2 separate regions of the Mus musculus genome follow, and region 1 is linked to region 2. Evidence: chromatin contacts called from public Hi-C data. All regions are on one chromosome and are shown on one strand. The core of a region is the stretch at or near the end of the contact, and the rest is flanking DNA. Distances in the headings are between cores, read along the strand shown.

Region 1 (6,540 bases), core at 3,487-5,986, 330 kb before region 2:
GACATTTGCTGTAAAGAAAACTGTGACAACAATCACAGGCTTACCAAGTTCCTCTACATTCTTCGTGGTCTTCTAAGATCCTCACTGTCCGCCTGCATCATCACGATGCCAGCACATCTTGTCCAGGTAAGACCTATTGTTTTTCTTACCTACTGGGGAAATGGAAGAACAGTTTGGCTCTAATTTCCCTTCATTGCTTGTGATATTGGCCATTATTTTATTTGCTCCTTCACTATTTGAATATCTTCTGTGGTTTTTGTCCATTTTTGTTGGATAGTCTCATCATCCATTTGTAAGGTTTTTTGTATTGATTTAGCTATTCTTTTAATAATTTTCTTCTACCATGTAACATCCCTTTTCTTAGTCTTTTGAAAATACAAGGTTTTTAATCTTGACCAATTTGATACATTTTAATCAACCATTCCCCTTAGTCTTTGCTCTTATTGATCTTGGCCTCTCTTAAGACTTTTTCCTATTTACTTCTAAATATTTTGTACCTTTTTTCTTGTATAAATGAGTCAATACCTCCTTTAATTTTTACACAATTTTAATTTGTGTTTGTAAACACCTTCTGGTTTCTAGCATTCTACCTATTCATTAAGTAAACATGTAATAAAATTTATGGTTCTCTTTTTACAATGTCATTCAGACTAATCCTTGTGGCAGTCCTCCCATTTACTGAATTATAGAAGTCAGCCATTGTGAGCAGCAGCAGTTGTATAGTATAGACGATGATAGTATTCTTTGCCAAAGGACATTATCATCTCAAAGATGTGATTTCATGCAAGCTTAAATATCTCTTCTATTAGTGTCCTATAGGAAGGCAAGGCCACACCTTTATACTTCACGGGGCATTATAATAATGTAATATCAATGTGAGCAAAAACTTCTCTGTTCAGTGTCTGACTTTTCTATAGATGATCAGTAAATGTGAGTTGAATGAATATTGATTCTCACTTTGAAAATTATTTCTAATCTCTAATTGTTGAAGCTACACATGTGTTTTTGTTCTAGTATACCTAGACCACCCTACCAAATAATAGATATGTTAAAATATCATTGAATTACATTAGTATATATAATAATGCAACATATCCCAAACTTATGACTGAAAATTGAGGCATAAATAACAAGAGAATTTCTACTCATTGGTGAGTAGAATTTATTTTTAATAATCATGATACATTAACTCAGGTTTTCTTCACAGGCTTGTAACAAGTCATTCTTAAATATAAGTTTATGTTTTTATTATGTTAATAACAAAAATATGTCATTTTATGTTATTCTCAAAATGATATTAAATCTATATAAATATTATAGGAAAACTTCTTTTTGTAACAGTGTTAGACATGCTAAACATGCTTATAATGTTTTCATTGTTCATCATGTTAATGTAAAATAAATACTTCAATGGTAGCGTCGTTCCTCATGGTGAGCTTGATGATTTGATGGTAGATCCGAAGCTACAGGGAAAAGTTCCATTGTGTCGTGTCTGCATCTGCTTCTAAAGCCCTGGCATCTCAGAGCCTTATGTCAGGGGGTCTTTACCACAACCCTGGGAGACGATTATTTCTAATCTCTGCTTCCCAAGGTGGTCCAATCAGTAAGTGGCAAGGCTTATGTTTCTCCTTAGATTCTAGCCCCTTCCATCTTTATAGTTATATCACAGAGCTCCTCAGCCGTCACAAAAACTCTGCAAATTAGCTCTTGATTAACACTGCTATTATTTAGTATTTTTAAAGAGAAAATCATCATTGCAAAGTCCTTGTCACATTAGAGTATGTGAAAGATTAGGCAAAAAGTTCCATTCTTGACAAATGACAAATATATGGATGTATGCTTTCTTCTGCAAAATTGCAAGTAAAGAAAAACAGTTGTAAAATAACAACTTGAGTATGTAATTTTATATTTATTTTAAAAGTGAATAAAAATTAATGAAAAACAAAACAGAGACCACTCAAAGCTGTATTGTAAGTGATTGTTCCTTTAAACTGGTCCTAGCCACTGTGATGTCTCTGACAGATTCCCCTTCCTTACATTTCAAGGAACAACAATGATCCTCTCAAGTGCTATCAGGTCATCCCCTCTACAGCACAATTTAGATGGTTGAATGGCAAGGTCTTGGAGCCAAGGTTTAGAGCCTTTCTACACAATATTGTTTAAACTTATGCTTTTTATTGTATCAAGAGAGACCACTTTGAAATAAAAATAGCAAGATTTAAATCAGACAGATGGCTTGTTTAAAGTTAAGCAGCATGATTGTGTTCTCAGAATGGAAAGTGTTGTTAGTAAACCCACTAGCCACCTTCTAATAGGGTAGTGAAGCCCACTTGTGATCCTAGCCCTGGTGAGGAGGAGACAAATGGTTCCTCAGAACTTGCTGCAAGCTCCAGGTCTCAGCAAGAGACCCTGTCTCAAAAAACACAGTGGATGGTAGTGGTGCTTACAGAGTAAGTGCCAAAATTGACCTCTGGCCTCTGCACAGACATGCATGAGGCAGTCATGCTCACATACACGCCTATTTAGAAACATGAATATACAAAACAGAGAGACTGAGTTTGTTTCATAGTATGTGTGTACTGATAACTGTAGGCAGATGTAGTCCTAAACTCTCCCTAGATAGTAACTCATGTAACCCTTAGACTAGGTGCTGATGCTGTTATCTTCTCTCAGGTTACACAGCAGACAGTAGGCCTGAGTAGTGCCTCTAGTTGCTGCACTCTCAGCCACCATGCTATGCTGCTTATTCCATAGAAATACTGGCATAGAATCAAAGTAGGGAGAGCGTGAGAACAAAGCAGCATCTGATGATAAAAAGAAAGTGTGCCTTTGGAGGCTGGGATGCTTGATAAATTACTCGGTCTCAATTAGCTTTCTCGGTCTTAGACTCTTCATCTATAAAAAATGAAACAAAAATTAATCAATTCAGAGGATGAAAAATACACACAGTAGGCATTCAGTATGTGTTAGCAGTCATCATCAATGCTGGACACACAGTAGGCATTCGGTATGTGTTAGCAGTCATCGTCAGTGCTGGGTTTTACTTCAGAGGCCCTCAGAATTGATAATCAGAAGAGAGAGATCTGTCAGAAATGAAAATGTTTGGTGTGTTACTGCAGTAGAAGAACTGAGAGCAGATAAGAGGGAAACGCCTGTGTGGCATGCTAGACAGTCTGGCCACCACTCCTTACAGCAGAAGGAGAATAGAGCTCTTCAGTTACCTGACCCTTCTCATGAAGAACACCTAGCAATGTTTTCTCCTGGATTGGGCTAAAGGCAGACCAGGAAGCACAGATACGTGCTTATTTTCTAGCAGCATAAACTTCACAAGACTCACAACAGTTTTCCTACCATGACCAGAACTATTTCTGGAGTCTCTAAGTCAGAGTTTAAATGGTGATTGTGTGACTAGGACAGTTTTGCACACTCGCTGCCTCATTCACTCATTCATTCATTCATTCATTCATTCATTCATTCAAATACCGGAAGCATCGTGATAGGTATCTATGGATAAAACATAACAAAGTCACCACCTCAGGGATGTTGAAGATAGGATAAAATAAAACAAAAACAGTATGAATGCTGGTGGTTTGGGTTTGGGGTTTATTTGTTTAATGTTTGTTAGTTTTGTTTTGTTTCGTTGGTAGTGGTAAGGGTTTTGTTAGTTATTGTTATACTGGGTGTTTTGAAGGTTTTTTTTTTTTTTTTTTTTGGTCTGGTGTGGGAAGTGTGTGTGTGTTATGTGTTGGATATTTGAGCTTTGGTGTTAATAATTGTTTCTGTTAGGGAAAAAAATGTTATTTCATATCCTTGGAATTTTTGTCATATAATTAACCATCTTTAAATTAGCACAAGACTAAGGGTATATAAAATATTTTCATCTCTTGGAGTAGTGAAACAGCCAATCAGTGCTCTTGTCTCAGTTATTAGCATTCTGTCAGACTTGTACAGTAATGATTAGTTACCCTTTATTGTACTTTTGGCATGCTTCCCATGTTTAATTTCATTGTAGGGAAGGAACACATAGTTAAGGAAATTGCAAAAGAGGGGGAGAAGTTAAAATAGGGAAAATAATAGATTCAAAACTGATTTCAACTTATTGTTGTAATGATACTTATAAGCAGAGTGAACAAAGGTGATTTTTAAAGTTTCTATTTGAATTATTTTGTGTTCTTACATAAAGTCTTACAACTTTAAACTTGAAATGTTTTATTTGATTTGATTTAAGGTTATTTCTATAATAATACAATAGAAGCTGACAAGTGTGCTTTGAAGTCAATGTATAAAAATAAGTTCTAAATACCTGTTTAAAAGGACTGAAACTATTTAGGAGGCATATTATGAATGTCTTCAGACAGACATGTAGTTTTAAGTAGTTTTCCCTATAAAATTGTAGTATTATTACTCATAACTCTTATACTAGAATATAGTTTAGTATCTGTCCCAAGACCCTGTCTTAAAATATATGTGAAGATGGCTCCATTGAGTGTGGTTCTTTTCCACACTGAACTATGAGTGTGACTAGGGGCAGAGCCACCGTAGTGCCCTCTCTCCCAGCGTTACTTAGTTCCCACATCCCTGCTGAGTAGTTGTTCCACTCGCCAAGAAGCCTGTTAAAGAGCCCCTGAGAGCATGTGTACAGCCCTCCACGTTAATAGTTAATTGGTGAGGATGGCAAGATGAGAGGACAGCCGAGCATGTGGTCTCACAGACTCGGGAAGTAGACAGGCCTCGGCGATAATAACAGCAGATGCTCAGGTTCTCACAGCATAACTGTCCCGACTCTTGTTGAGGCGATGTTATCATGAACTGGAAAAAAAAAAAAAAGCTTATATCTAAGAAAAGGAACTAAGCCCTCTTAACTAAGCCCTCTTCTATTCTTCTACATGTTATATTATACGAAGACTTTAAATCTTTATGTATAAATCTCTATGTGAGTGGTTATTATCCTCTGAGTACAAGGAGCACTCCTCCGGCCCTGCTTACTCTTGGGAATGAGTGACTATCCCATGCCATGCCTTTAGCAACATTATTTTTGGCATAGTGAGCATAAAGTATTGTAAAATGGGACATTTTAATTTCTATATCTAGTCAGCTATAACACCATCATTTCTTTCTGATCTGTAAGTAGCATTTGTCTTAACTATTGGTGAGATTTGTTATCTATCTCAAAATTATGTAAACATTTTATACTTTTTTTTTTAATCCCAGTGATAGTGTGTGCTTGTAAAAAAATGAGAATCAGTAATATTTCTTTCTGGAAATAAAAGCTTAGTTTTGTGCCTAAATACAGTTTTGTTAGCAAAATGAAAAGAAAATATATTTTCTATTACTTGTATACTTCTCATACAACCCATGATAACTTATCCTTGATTTGTATTTTTAAATAGATTAAAAACACTTTTACCTAAAACTGTCAGGAAGTAAACACTTGGTATTAAAATGGAAGGTTATTCTCCTATACCCTTTTCATAGTTTTTTTTTCAAAGAATATTTACTCTCTCTCTTTTTTACTGCAATTTTTTTATCAGTGTTTCATAATCTACACTCTCTAGGGGACTTTTCAACACAGACAACGTAAAATGTTTCTTTCCCTGTGATAATGCGGGAAGGAAAATCTCCTGCATTTGCTTAAGAACATCAGTCAGTGCCTGCGTTGGTTAACCTTTCTCAGATCAGATTTCAAACGTGAAACTAGACTGCAGCATGTCTTTATTTATTGTCATTGGCAGTTGGTGACTTGATATTTGTAGTCAGTATCTTTATCACATAGTTACTGTCTTCGAATGATAACAGTTTTTACCCCAGTTCTTCATTGGATAAAACTCACCCATGCTATTTGGCAAATACTAAAGAAAGTGTTATTTCCTGATTTTAAAAAGGGAACAAAGAACCCTATCTCTTAAAAACTAAAGAGGTTTACATTTTTATCTTAATTAAAAACTTTTAAAATTAGTTGATAATGTTAATATGCTAGAGCTTTGAAGCTACTGAAGTGAATAATGCAAAACATTTGTCTGGAGAGAAATGTTTCCATCTGGTAACACCGCATTTATTCAATGCCAGAATATTACCAGCTATACCAAGTAAAGCCATGGCTGCCTTTACAAATCATTTATAAGTATCTTGTAAGTGGACTCCAATGGACTTCTAAATTTATCTTTTATTCTTAAATAAATAAGAAAGTATTCTTATTCTTAAAGAACTGTTGCCATGGAAGAGGTCTCTGCTAAGTCTGACAGTTTGAGTTTGGTGTCCAGAATCCACCTGCATGGAAAATGAGAACCAACTCCTGCCAAGTGACCTCTGACCTCCACATGCATAGCGTGTCACACGCATTATAAACACATACACATAGATAGATACATACATACATACACACATACATACATACATACATACATACATACACACATACATAGATACATACATAGAGTCTAATTTAAAGAGTTAAATATAATTGATGAATAATCAAGCTTTTAACTATAAAATTTTCAGTAATATTTTCCTGTAACTGTTGTGATAATCTAATTATTAGAA
Region 2 (6,654 bases), core at 1,314-3,813:
TATCCATTTATCAGTAGCTACCTCATCTGTTTATCGGTCATATGAAATAAATGTCATTATCTGTGTTCTACAGATCGTAAGAGAGAAAGGAAAGACGAAGCACCTTGCCTGGTAGCAGGTTGGGGTGAGAACTGATGCTGCATCTGGTCCCAAGCCTGGTTCCTAACAGGATGCTGCGTTTGAACCCCACAGGTTGAGGGCTCAAGCCTCCTTTTTCCCTTTGCAAATGAGAAGACAGAAAGTCTCACAAGTTCCAGGGACTGTAGATTGGAGGAATTTTTGGGAAGATTAGAAAATGCCTAAAACAGTGTTTTTCAGCCTTCCTAATGCATTTTCTCATGTTATGGTGATACCTACCATAAAATTATTTTCGTTGCTACTTCATAACTGTAATTTTACTACTGTAATTGTAAATATATGTTATACATGATGCCTGATATGTGACCACTGTGAAAGGGTCATTTGACCCACAGGTTGAAAACCACTAGCCTAAAAGACCATGGTAAATAAGGGGACCAAGAGAAGGAAAGGGGGTGGTCTATGAGTGGGTGTGGCCTAAGACAGGGTGTGGTCTAAAAGTCTGTGTGGTTGGGTAGTGAGAAGGCTCAGTGAGTAAAGGTATCCAGCCAAGCCTGCCAACCCTACTACCCACGCGGTGAACGGGAAGGAGAGAACAGAGTTCCGAGCACTGTGCTTCAATTCTGATGTGTGTCCTGTGGGGTACACACACACACACACACACACAGAGAGAGAGAGAGAGAGAGAGAGAGAGAGAGAGAGAGAGAATAAATAAAACGTAATAAAAATTTTAAAGAGTGTCAGGGGAATGTTATGAATTAAATTCCCATGAAATTTGTAAGCGTGCAGTTAGGTTGGACTTTTTTGCAAGGTATATATTTAAATGACACACTCCTGGGCACTAAGACACAACAATGGAACATTATAGACAGGGGAGCTGAGGGCCCTCGAAGTGTCTGGGTGAAGGCTAAGCAATCCCACAGCAGAGAAGGAGGTGAGGGGACCAGAGCGTAGAATAGGGGAGAGCCAGCTTTGAAACCTTTGTGAGACTTGTATCTTCAAGTCTTCGCTGCAGCTAAGTATGGAGGTGGCCCAGCCACTTTGCTCATCTCGCTACATGCCGTATTCCTTCTGCTTTATGAAACATTAGTTAGTTTGCACCTCCCACCCCGTCTTAATGATTTGCAATGAGCCGTGATAGGCACACATACAACCCTGCAGTTTGAAATTCCCCACCAGGCAAATCTGAAATTATTCACATTTTTCTTGCAGATTTTTCATGAAGTGAGTGGCTGATGAAATAACTCTCAAATGGCTTTGCGTTTTCTGCTAAGGATCCTTCAATGGGTGCGTGCCTTCATGCCTCAGCTCCGCCAAGCCCTCCTCTTTCCTGTTTATGTTTATTTTGGAAGCCAAATGTGTTTACAAAATCAGTTAAAAAGTGTTAATGATCAGTTTCCAGCATACTAATGTGAATTTAAATTACTTTCACATGAATCAAGACAAATTAAAATTGCCATTTGATCACAAACTGTTTTAAATTCATATTATAAGTAGGTGCAACAAATCTGGATATATGCTTTTAAAAAAAAAAAAAGAGCAGTTTAAAAATAACCATTCTAGCTTGGCATGGTGACAGATGCTTATAATCCAAGCTCTCAGGAGGGGAGGTCGAGGCAGGGGGATCAGCAGTTCAGGGCTAGTCCACGAGACTCTGCCTCAAACTAAGCCAAATAAAAATTCACAATAAAAATAATATAACCATTCCAATGGCCTGAAGAAGCTCAGAGCAGGAAGTGTCTTCCCAGGAGGAATGATGTCAGTTTTTGGTCCCCTGTGTGGGAGAAGGTAGTGGGTGATAAGAGTCTGCTTCCTGGAGGCAAAATACTCCTGCACATAACTGTCAAGACTCAGTTATAGCTTTGAAGTACACATTAAAAAAACCCTTCTATTGATTCTTTGGTGAATCACACACACCAACCCCACTCATATCCCTGTCCCTTCTTATACACCCCCTGCCCTTGCATCCTCTCCCTCCCCCACCAAATATAGGATAGAATTTAAAAAAAAACAAACAAACTTGTCACAGCGTAGCCCACAGTACACCCTTCTGTCCACACATCTTTACTTACAAGTGTTCATTGCAAGGAGTCACTGCTCTGGTCGGAGGCATCTGGCTTCTGCTACATCATCAGTACTAGATCTTCATGGAGACTCCCCCTAGTCACCCTGTTATTATTGCCCTGTGTCATGGAGATCCTGCAGCTTTGGATCTGTAGGACTGGGCTTTTCACACCACCCAGCAGTTCATAGATGGGGTAGATGTTGGGGTGGGCTGACTCAAAGCCCTGAATCTGGGCCTGGTTGGTAGCTGAGTCGGTCAGCCCACCAGCTCTCCTGCACCAGTACCACCCTGTCGAGCTGTCTAGTACTGCCCCAGCTAGCTTGCCCTCGAATCACAGCTGGCAAGGGGCAGGGCCAACTGTCCCATGCGCATACCCTTGGCCAGCTCACCTGACCCTCACACCAGGGTCAGCTCTATTGTGTCACCCAGGCAAGGGGCGGGGCCAGTCTAGCACAGTGCCTCAGGAGCCCAGCCCAGGGACATCTGCATAGCCTTTGGTGATAACATGAACCTGAGGCACCAACACAGACCCTGGCTGTGATGGGACTCTAGATCCTGACATGGTCCCAGGCAGCAGCATGGACCCTGCTGTCACCATGGACTCAGGTGTCAGAGCAGGTCACTCAGATGAGCATGCCCCCCTACAGCACCAAGGCCCTCAGACATCCACATGATCTCCAGTGGCAGCCCAGACCACGGACATCAGCATGGCCTTTGGTGATAACTCAGACCCCAGCTGCCACAGGAGCACAGATCCAAACATGGCCCTTTGCCAAAGTCCAAGCCAAGGCATCACCATGTCCTCAGGCCGTTGTGCAGGTTCCTAAAGCTGCCTGTTGCCCACCACTGTCGTCTCCAGTTCCACCTTTCTCCAGAGTACACAACCCCCTCAGCTCTACTTTCTCTACCCTTTCTCCATTGTCTCTTTCCTATCTCTCTGTCGCACATTCTCCCATTGTGGTGGTTCCCAAGTTGAGTACTTGGGTATCTTTCTTCGGGCCGTCCATATCTGCACAATGAAAGTATGAATAAAATCAGCTGGGTGGATTACAAAATGTAACTCAAGGTTTGACTCAAAGCTCTGGACCTGGGCCTGGTTGATTGCTTTTACTCCATTTCAGTGTTAAATCTCTCTCTCTCTCTCTCTCTCTCTCTCTCTCTCTCTGGAGTTCATGCTCATATAGAGTAGAAAATGGAGGCTCTGTCAGGATTTCCTTCCCCCTTGTGTCCTCCTTCCTGCTTTTGGTGAAGCTGCTCCTGGGATTAGGGGTTGGCTGTAAGTCTGCACTTTGCAGAATGACACATCAGTACCCCAGAGAGTTCAAGAGTTCTAGGGTTCTAGAGAGAAGAAAACTATACTGGAGTTGATGGAGAAAAGAAAGCTGGCTTTCCCATCAGACAAGACATGGCCCCCTCATCCACAACTGTTCCACTCTTGTTCAAAATGAACGCTGGAGTTTGTCTGAAGAAAGTCTCCAGGGAGTAACTTTTTAAGAGTGGTATGTTAAAACCATCTCTTAATAAGACAAAGAAAGGAGTTAGCAAAGGGTAAGGCTGCCGTTCTGCATCCAGCTCTGTAAAGAAGTACCCGCCCCGAACTAAGGCAAACAGGAGTACAAGCCATGCCTGTGTCAGACACCATACAACTCTGGGTTCTCCGAGCCAGTTTCAAAGTGCCAGTGTCTCTGCTTTATAATATGTCTATGTCAGGGGTTTGGGTCACAGTCACAGGAGCACATAGAAGTGGACGAGATTTAACCCTGACGATGCCCAGTGCTTTGAACATCCTCTTTCATGGCGACCAAAGGTTCTTTTGCTCTTGGCTATGCAGAGCAGAATCTGATGAGACGTTTGTGAGCAACTTTAAGAACATCCAAGTACATACCTTCAAGGAGAAACAAAGAGTAGTTTCAGAAGTCGAGAGGTTTGACAGTTTGGGGAAAATAACATCCGTGGAGCCTGGAAGGTAAGTCTGAGGGGAGACTCTGGAGTAAACCGGAAGGGAAGGCTCTTCTTTTTAAAAAATTCTGGCACCCAGGACTTGACTCAGTAGCCTGCTCATCGTCTAGACATCAGGCAGGAAAGAGCCAACCAAACCCCAAGTGCCATAAAATGCCACTTCTCAACTCTGATGCAGGACAGTTCAAAGGGAGCTAGATGGCTTTGAATTTGAGTTCCCTTGGACAAGACCCAGTTCTGCTCTGAACCTTATGCCTCTTTAGAGGTTGAGGTTACCCTTCTAATCATGAGTTTAATTCACTTGGAAGGGCATCTCAAGGATGCTTATCTTCCAAGGACTGGAATCCATATTTGGGCAAATTTGTGACACATTGTAGGTGCTTAATAAGTAGCAGCTGTTACTGTTAGAATCTATAATCACCACATCCCTTTGAAAGAATGTCTGATCAGGAGCCCTTTGAGTGTGAAATCTGGCCTACACTATATTAGATAGGTTGTGTATTTTAGAGATAAAGCAGGAAAGAATGACCAAGAGTGCTGGAGAGGTCAAGGACAGGTCACATGTGGGGCCCTAAGCATGGGAGGAAGTGTCTTCTTAAACTGTGTCACCCTTCTTTGAAAAAAAGATTGTGCATCCAAGATAAATGGAAAAGGGGAACAGAGAGCATGGGAGGCACTCAGAAATGCCCCATAGTGGAAACATCTAGGCGCATTGTCATGATTGGGCTCCTGACCTTGTTTCCTGGGTTGTCATTGGAAAAGAGAAGTCTTGACCAAGTCATTGAACCTCCTTTCCGTTCTATTTCCTTGTCATAAATGGGTGGTAGAGAGCATCAGACAGAGAGCCAGAGAGGTTTACTGTGTCTTTTGAGATTTTCAAGTTAATAAGGATCTACTGGTGTGACCTTTGATGGCTCTTGGCAGGGAAAGTGCAAAGGAAGAGCTCACCTCTCTGTCTTCCTTACTCCTTCCTGGCGTGCATACACATGGAGACGCACGGAGACGTATACACACTGAAGAATGGCTTTTTTGAAAGTAAAAGCCACGCTAAGGCAGAAGGAGCATACCTGTGCTTCGAGAATCAGTAGGGGCCTTTCCATGAGGACTGGCTGCTTCTCCATGTTCTCTAACAAGCCCCCCTGGATTACTGTTTAATCCTTGCTCAGGCTCTGAGGTGACTAGATAAGTCACTAACAAGTGGATACTCGGTTCTGTCATGTATATATTTACTGAGCCATACAAATAATAGACACTCATAATTCACTTCATCCCTCACGATCTCCACCTCTATTCCCCAGACGTTTCTGGAGCTTCCATCACATGCTAGGTCGCGACACTGACTTTTATTGCTGACTGCTCGTGCTAGTCAGAAATCATTGTTGGTTCATAAATAGCACCATTGTGATTTTTTTCCTCTCATTGAAAAGTTATTTCAATTTAATCTAAATTTTCCACCACTAGGAAGTAGTTAAATAAATCACCCTCCATCCGCCCGATGCAATTACACAACCATTTAGAATCATGATTTTGAAAGCTGTTCAAGCAATACACAGGAAATAAGCTAACCTCAGAATGTTAGGTAGAGAAAGAACAACACACGAAACCATGTGTCAAGCATGCTTCGAACTTGCCTGAGTATTCTCCATAGATTCTTTGCACATATTCAGAGAGGTTGGCAGGATGATGTTTGAAAGATGGTTCTCAGGGGCATGGTTGTGGAAAGTTTTGGCTTTCTTCATCTTTAGGATTATACTGTAGTGGACTTTTATAATCTTCAATATAAATTATTTATTTTACACATTTATATTTAAATGACATATTCTTAAGTCATTATTTCTTTATTAAAAACATTTAAAGTTGCTTTAAGACACAGAACAATAAAAACCTGGCAGCATTAGCAACTGCTTTGTCAATCAATGGCCAAACAGGATGAAGGACATGGGTCCTCAGCCTGCACATGGTTCCTGTGTGAGGAGTCAGACTTTCTCCTAGATCCTTACTGTACTTTCTTCTTCTTCAATTCTGGCCACACATTCTCAGCCCTATACACATAAACATATGAAGTGCAGTTTTCAGTCTCAGGTTTACACGTATCTATGACTTACACTGTGAAAACTCCATCACTCAGAGAAATTGTGACAGGGAGAGGAGGGGACTATCTTATTTAGCTATTTAAAACAAACAAACAAACAAACAAAACAAATTTCAAATGTTGCCCACATTTCCTGAATCCCAGAGGAAGGATAATCAAGTCAAGTCCCTTTGTCTAGGAGAATGAAGGACTGTGGAACTCTGCAGGGACACAGCTCCATTTCAGTAGCACCCTAATTTTTCAGATGTTGGCCTGATTCAGGTGGAATTTACCCTGGAGTGGCCCTGATTTGGAGAGAGGGGAAGCCTCATGTCTGCACAGGCCAACTGCTGTGTCCCTTCATAGTAGCTATGAATGGGATATAAGCACTTACCTGTGGTTTTCATTTTATAAGTGGGCAAACTGAGGTTCCGGCAGATATTGTGAGGGCTACGAAACCAATCATGGAGAGCAGGACCAA

The links. Hi-C and Micro-C count contacts between places; a contact is called where the count stands out from the background.
Region 1: a contact with region 2 is called in a Hi-C map of cerebellum, with 2.8 times the contacts expected there. The contact joins the enhancer-like site here to the promoter of 4930527A07Rik in region 2. A contact is called at or near these places in 6 of 484 Hi-C or Micro-C datasets (cerebellar granule neurons, cerebellum, cortical neurons and 2 more).

The regions. Positions count from the first base shown.
Region 1 is chr2:105,802,852-105,809,391 of GRCm38.p6, reverse strand. It overlaps Elp4 (elongator acetyltransferase complex subunit 4), which reads left to right. Exons shown (of 10, transcript NM_023876.4): 7 at 1-126. Among named protein-coding and RNA genes, the nearest start is that of Elp4, 98 kb to the left of the region's middle. Within about 2 kb of position 4,736, at least 8 of the 459 cell types and tissues checked have an H3K27ac peak or open chromatin away from gene starts, as enhancers often do. A contact at or near this core is called in cerebellar granule neurons and cerebellum, where this site is marked.
Region 2 is chr2:105,472,352-105,479,005 of GRCm38.p6, reverse strand. 4930527A07Rik (RIKEN cDNA 4930527A07 gene) reads right to left here and starts at 2,563. Exons shown (of 3, transcript NR_166134.1): 1 at 2,151-2,563.